Regions from separate parts of the Drosophila melanogaster genome. Here region 1 is linked to region 2. A link is a contact called in public targeted proximity ligation data. All regions are on one chromosome and are shown on one strand. The core of a region is the stretch at or near the end of the contact, and the rest is flanking DNA. Distances in the headings are between cores, read along the strand shown.

Evidence for each region.
Region 1: a targeted proximity ligation map of the Kc167 cell line shows a contact between it and region 2, with 2.5 times the contacts expected there. A contact is called at or near these places in 2 of 107 Hi-C or Micro-C datasets (the Clone 8 cell line and the S2 cell line) and 1 of 7 datasets of targeted methods (the Kc167 cell line).

What each region holds. Positions count from the first base shown.
Region 1 is chr3L:20,947,848-20,951,635 of dm6, reverse strand. fng (fringe) reads left to right here and starts at 2,124. Exons shown (of 7, transcript NM_079467.3): 1 at 2,124-2,466. The coding sequence starts at 2,335. It overlaps lncRNA:CR45243 (long non-coding RNA:CR45243), which reads left to right and starts at 853. Exons shown (of 1, transcript NR_125030.1): 1 at 853-1,277.
Region 2 is chr3L:20,786,844-20,790,453 of dm6, reverse strand. CG11396 reads left to right here and starts at 2,317. Exons shown (of 4, transcript NM_140998.3): 1 at 2,317-2,663; 2 at 2,741-3,325; 3 at 3,390-3,565. The coding sequence starts at 2,352. Six4 (Six4,) reads left to right here. Exons shown (of 4, transcript NM_140999.3): 3 at 1-318; 4 at 1,283-1,568. The coding sequence ends at 1,388. It also overlaps asRNA:CR46484.

The DNA.
Region 1 (3,788 bases), core at 875-3,374, 160 kb before region 2:
TTAATTTTTATGGAGATCTTAAAATGGTTTGGGATGTGTAAGTCCGAGTTGAGCACTGAGTCCGTGGCAACGCCTTCGGTTTACATTTTACAATCCTAACAAGGTTAGGCCGCCCGATAAACGGAGCTGCACTCGTTTGGTTATAAGGCTAGGTTGTGATCTGGGCTTTTCAGCTGAAGTTGCAGTTGAAGATGCAGTTGAAGTTGCAGCCGAAGTTGGAGGCTGGGGATCGGAACTTGGAACAGGCAGCTTGCAGCTGGAGGTGGCACATGCCTAACCGGCAACCAAGCTGCTATGCAAACACACACACACACACACACTTATACGGAGCGGAATGGTGGCCATGGCTACGAACTGTACATACGGAATTGCACATTAAAAATGAGCAATGGGAGTGGGCGGAATACGGAGGAATGGGAAGTGGGTTCCGAGGGTTTCGTGGCAAGCGGGCGGCTGATTCCAGCCGAGCGATGTCTTTTTCTGTGGCAGAACAAGGTTGGAATGGCCTGCGTCGCCGCTACCACCGTCTCTGCACCGGTAGAAAAATCATACTGACATAATAATAAACTAATAAAAATAATTAAAACACTGTGAAGGCCAATTGATTTTGCTTGCTCATTTGGGTACACACAATGGCCACTTAAGTTAAACAGTTTTAAAGCCCCTGGGTAATTGTCGATGGTTCTAAATTTATGCTAAGCTTTTGTATTTAAAGGGCTCAGTCTTAAATAATCTAAAACATTAAACTATTAAGGGTTGGATAGATTTTTCAGCTGACACAAGGCGATAAAAGTTTACATTTTTATGCTGTTCTCTTACCGAATTAAATACGAATTCACTATTTTCTTGCAGTGCTCCGCCGACTCTGCTTAATGCAATTCAGGCGAAAGGCGCACAAAGGGACAGCGAACAAGATGCCGAGTTGCTGATTGTGCGGGCAGCGCAGTCGACGCGGGCAGAGGTGTCCGCAAAAGCTTTTGTCGCCGCCACAAACATGGAATATGACAAGCTGGTGAGGAGTAGGATGGGATTCGGATTGGGATGGAATGGGATCGAGCTGAATGGGCTGAGAGCAGCAAGAGGAGGAGGAACGGGAAGATACTGCTGGATGGTGCCTGGCATGCAAAGCATTGTCAAGTGGGGAGCAGGCCAAGTGCTACACAAAAACCGAGCGACAAAGAAACGTCGCAGAACGCTGCCGACGCACGTGAGATGTGGATGCATTTGATGCACGGAGCGAGAAAGGGATGTAGAAATTAGTAGTTTGAAATTATTGTAAAAGAATTCTTCTGTTTGTATTTTTTAGTTAAATTAATTACTTATCCATAAATACACTGTCTAACTATTTCTAAGCCACTTAAAGGTATAATATAATCTGAAAAGACCTCTCTATTTGAAATAAAATTTCAATGGTAAATAGAGGAGCGGCTCTTGAATGTTTAAATAAAGTTTAATGCTTGCACTTTTTGTTCCAAGTGCATGATTTAAGAGTGTGTAGGCTTCCCTGTGTGGGCAGGGTAGGGAAGCCAGGCGAAAGAGCGATGGAGAGAGCGAGAGACAATGGCGACAATAAAAATGCGATCGCACAACATGCTCCACAGATAAGTTAACGCAAAGTGACAACGTACAACTTTTAATGGAATTGTCGTCGCCGACGGTGGGCGGTGGGGCGTGGCAGGGTAGTCAGGAGGGGAGTGGGGGTATATATGACATAGCCAAGAAGTCACCGCATTTGGAGCGCTGCCAAGTCAGTTGAACTATGTTTACTTTAAGGATACGGCCGCCACCTGGAAAAGGGACCTTCAAAGGCTGCCTTACACGATTCCGAATCCCCGATTCCGATCAGAAGTGGGCTGAGTGGGGGTCGACACACGAGCACATGAAAATTGCCTTCGGCAGCTACTGTGGCACAAGCTAAAGAGAGAGGATGAGAGCGAGCGCGATCGAAGAGAGAGCGCCAGCTGCTCCCATTGGAGCAGCTAACGTTTCCAATTGGACCAGCTCAAAGGGAATTCTCTCTCTCTCTTTCTCTCTCGCTACTCTCACCGCTTACTGGTCTTTCTGGTTTTTGTTTTGTTTACGATTTTCGCTGGAAGAAGAGAAGAGTAGATCGCGCTACCACAATCAGTTGCTTTTCAAGCTTGCCACAAGCAAGACGTCAGTGCGCGCGTGCTGCGATATCGAAATCGAAATAAACTTAAAAGATATCGTAATTTCAGAAATCGAGCAGAATTCATACGATCCAGGAAAAGAACCAGCTAATATTGGAATATAAAACCTACCCAGTGATCAAATCGGCGGTGCTTCAATGTGCGCGTAGTGGTCCGTAACCGTATGATGAGCCTGACTGTGCTCTCGCCACCGCAACGTTTTAAGCGAATCCTGCAAGCCATGATGTTAGCCGTCGCCGTCGTCTATATGACCCTACTGCTCTACCAGAGCGCCTACGGATATCCGGGCATCCAAGTGAGTTGCGAGTTCGAGTGGGCGACATAATCCAGCTTGCGTGGGTGTTGTTAGCGCTGCGAAACTGTCAAACGTGTGTGCTCCGCACTGATCTGCATAAGTTGCAAAGCTGCAAAGGCCAGGCAATTTGCATTATCCCCCTTTGATTCCGATCCCGATCGACGTCGACTCGTGCACTTTCATAAATCAACGCCGGCGACTTGAGTTTTGCAGCTGCGGCTTTGGCCGTTAAAAAAACCTTTTACGCCCTTGCCTTGCATATAAAACAGTTTCGGTGCTTGGCTTTTTGCGCTTTTATACCCTAATAGGGGGTATCATAATTGAACACAAATTTCGGCGAGGAAGCGTTTTAAAAGGATATACCCTACGATTGGTGATTGGATGGGGATCGGTATCACGGGGAATTCATTTGGAACTAAGGACTTGATTGCTTTAGAAATTGTGCAGAAGTTTATGTAGAGGTAGTGCCTAGCTTAGTGGTTTGTTTCAAAAATGGAAATATGATCCTGAATTTATTTGTTTTTTTTTTTTACAATTAAGCTTATATTTGATTGATTTAAGGACAAGAGAATGTAATTCTGTTAAAGTTGATGTTCAAAGATCGGCTCGCATTATCGAGACATTATTAAAATCCTAAAATCATACCATTAGGCACTTGGAATATATTTTTGAAAATCACCAATACTTTCCAATTCCCACAAGAGTATTCCCAGTTTCGATTACCGAAGATCCAGTCAACCGTTCCTGAATTTCTTGGTTTGCCGTCGGCAGAGCGTCGCCAAAGCTTTCAGTTGCCTGATTCCAGGGCCTGTCAGGGTTCTGAGCCCTGTCTGCTCTGCCCATTTATTATTGTTCTCTTCTTACTCTTGATTTTTGCATAAATTTTTGTGTAATAAAATATTGTGTGCTAATATTACCAAGGTGTGCGCTGCGAGGGGGGATCTCATGGAGGTGAATCTCAATGGACTCGTCCAGTGGAAAACCTTGTCAGTTGCATCACAGATAACAAATAGTTGAGGTCCGTGGGAATGGCCTTAGTTAGCCTCCTATTGCATTGCAAACACTTTTTGGCAGGGTTTTATGCGAACAGGCTATTTTTAGAACCCTTGAAATTCGAACTATGTGTCCACCTTCTAGGATTATCATATTTTAAAAACTTTAAATGAAACGACGCCATAAGAAAATAGTGCACATATTTTTAATCAGTTGCATATACAGATTCCTCAAAGTTTTCTTCCAACATTTCTTTATATAGTTCGATTTTTGTTAAATGAACCCTACTGCTGTAGTTATACCTTCAACTGTTACAGCTCCCTAACTAA
Region 2 (3,610 bases), core at 1,068-3,567:
CGTGGACCTGCAGAACCTCTGGTTCAAGGCCCACTACAAGGAGGCCGAGAAGGTGCGTGGCCGACCACTGGGCGCCGTGGACAAGTACCGTCTGCGCAAGAAGTATCCCCTGCCCAAGACGATCTGGGATGGCGAGGAGACGGTCTACTGCTTCAAGGAGAAGTCGCGCAACGCTCTCAAGGACTGCTACCTGACCAACCGATATCCCACCCCCGACGAGAAGAAGACGCTGGCCAAGAAGACCGGGCTCACGCTCACCCAGGTCTCCAACTGGTTCAAGAATCGTCGACAGCGGGATCGCACGCCCCAGCAAAGACCGTGAGTTGAAATCATAGATTCTCATGTCCTCATCCATAAAATCCACTATATAACTTATCCTTTTAACTATAACCCACATCCTATCTTGAACACATAAAATAGAATTTTATTTTAAGAACTGAAAATCGTCAAAGAATCAATCAAAAGATTAGTTGTAATTAGAGATTATTGACTATTTCCTAAAAAACAACTTTGAAAAGAGCTAATACCATTTGAAGTGTAGTTAGATTCTCTTCACATTTCTTTTGAACTTGGGCCAACCAAGTTCGTTAGGAGGGGAATCTAGGGCGGCATGGTAATTTCCACTTCCTCATAACTCGTAAAACAATTCATTCAACACTTGAGCGTGTTGCGCCCCAGAACCAAACTCCGAAATCCGAAATGCGAACGAATATAATCAATTGTTCTGGAATTGGCATTAAAAATCGTTTGTAAGTGACCGTTCCGTACGGCACTTGTGCCTCCAGGCCGCCCACTTGAGCGTGTTTTATGTCCAATTTCGGCCGGCTCCTTGCACGGTCCTCTGCATATTTATAGAGCCCAGGGACTCGGGACGTGCCCGACTCCTAACGCAGCGCATGCGTGTAGCATGTGCCCCTCATCCTCCTCACCATTCCCATTCTCCTCCTCCGCCCGCATCCCGCTGTTTGATCGCATCGCCTCTACAGGGCGTCAAATTGCAGCACATACCACACCCGAGCTCACAAGTGGAGTAAATGTGTTCTTTTTAGCTGCTCGAAAACTCACAGTCGCACTTCCATGACTAGAACCATTTGGAAAACGCAGAGCGATCTTAAAAAATGGAGTCATGCTTCACTTACATTGATAATTGTTAAGGGAATTTTAGGGGGATTCCATAGATAGTTCCACTGCCTGAAACTAAAACATATATTTATATATAGTAACTCTATATTTTAAGTGCTATGTTATAAATATATTTAAAAAACTAATTGTTTGATTTTAGGGACATCATGTCGGTGCTGCCCGTGGGCCAACTGGATGGCAATGGATTCCCGCGCATGTTCAATGCTCCAAGCTATTATCCCGAAACGATTTTCAATGGGCAATAAACTGCGATGTGAGGAGGCTGTTTTTGTGTAAATAAAGTGTAATGCGTTTGTATGTTAGGACACAGGCAACTGGAAAGTGGCCATCAAATGGCCATCTTTGTTAGCTCTAGAATTAACCAATTTTTGCTTTATGTACTGTATAACTCGAATAATAAACAAATGACATTAGATCAACAAATGAATTTGTGTGCATTTTATTTGGGAAATTTGGGTTATGTAAAAGAAAAATAATTTATATCCACTGTCGCTGAAAATCATATGGAAAATCAATATGGATAATTTCTCTTAGCTATAATTTTTATGGGCTAATCAAATGGAAAATGCTGGCCTACGAATAAAAGGGATATAATATAGGTAAGCCAGAGACAATATGTTCATATAGTGATTATATGTTAATATATATGTTGGTTAAACGCTAGTTTCTTTTCCTTTGCCCTAATCATTATTTTTGTAAAAACTAATACAAACAATTGGCCAAACTAGTCATTTGCGCTAACCGAATCTTAAAACTTAACACTAAAATCATATTTAAAATTTATGTACCACATATTTCAACGCAACACATTTTAATCTGCGTTACGCCATGAAATATAGACATTTTTAAGAAGAGAAAATTTAAGAAAATTAGGAAATAAAGAATCCTAAATCAAGTTCCACAGCACAAGTTCCAAGTCTGGTCTCAAAAAAATATATATATTAGATAGTAAAAATCATTATATAACACATGAATATTTTTGTGCTTGGACTTTTTGTTTATTATGAAAATTTCGGTGTAAAAAAATTTTGCAAATGCAAAATAGTAACGTTGAAAAGAACTTTTAGCAAGCAATACGGTAAACGGATCAAAATAAGATTGTTTAAAACCACTGAAGTATTGGCGCCATTCGCGGCCGATAGCTCTTACTGTGGCAGCAGCGATAGTGACATCCCTGAAAGCCTATCGAAAAACCATCAAAGAAAGACATGTCACACAAAATAAGCGAATATTTCGCAAATGATCCGCCCAGTTTCTTCGATGAGCTGGCCAGCAAACCCAAGGGCAACAACTTGTCAACAGAAGGGAGTTCCAGCAGCGCCAGTAGCACCAGTTCCGCCCCAAACATGATGTCCAACACCTTCGTCGGGTTCTTCCAACCTCCTGAATATGTTGAGACACCTGAGGCAGGAGAGGATTCTATAAAAGTCGGTGACGACGTAAGAAATCTGTGGGAGTTGCCGCGGGAAAACGAGCCCGGTAAACTTATTATGCCGGGCATCCATCTGCAAACTGACTTGGTGCGTATAGAATGCTTCTATACTTCTTTTTAAAGGTAATGACACTTTTACTTACTGACACTTTATGACTGTTCCAGGCAGATCCCATCAGCGTGGCGGTGACTCAACACCTCGGAGAGGCCGAGTTGTCCTACCGCAAGATCCTTCGCGTCGATGATGTCACCCAGGACGAGCGCGGCTTGAGAACACTAATCCACGCCGGTTGCTATCGCACTGCCGTGAATCTTACGGGCCGTCTTCTGACCATTTACGGTCAGGGTTACGGGCGATCTGGTCAGCCAGCAAAGCATTCGCCCCACTCCCTGCAACTGTGGTTCACGCGCCTCGCGCTGCTTGCCAAGTTGGGCGAGTTTGAGCTGCTGAATGCCGAGGCAGAACCTTTTGGCCAACTTACCAGCCCCGATGTCTTCTACGACTTCTATCCGGAGATGTACAACGGGAAAAGTGGATCCATAGCCTGTTTTTCCTTCCGGCTCTTGCTTGCAGAGCTGCCCATATATCTGGGTAAACCCCATGTCGCCCTGGACAGACTTTCAGAACTTCATGTGACCACGCGGGAAATCAAGGAGCACTATTTAAGTCTGCACAACAAGGCGGCAGAGGAGTTTTGGCAAAGGCGATGCGAACGGGTTTTGCATTCAATCATCAACTGTGGATTGATGGTACGTTCAAGAAAACTTAACTGTAGTTTAAATGAGTGTAACATTGCCCATTTAATTCTTGCAGATGAAGAAATTCAGTATGATAGACGACATAATGGAGGGAACGCTTTTAAAGCGCTCCAACCTGAGCAAGGAGGATCGGCGATCCTTGTACTCCGCTTGGGGCCGCATTTATCTGCAAATTGGTGACATATTTGGAGCGGAGCAGAAGATTGCCGTCTCGAGGAGATTAAGGGAGATGTAAGGCCCTACTCTAACCAACGCTATTTTCAGTTCAATGATATG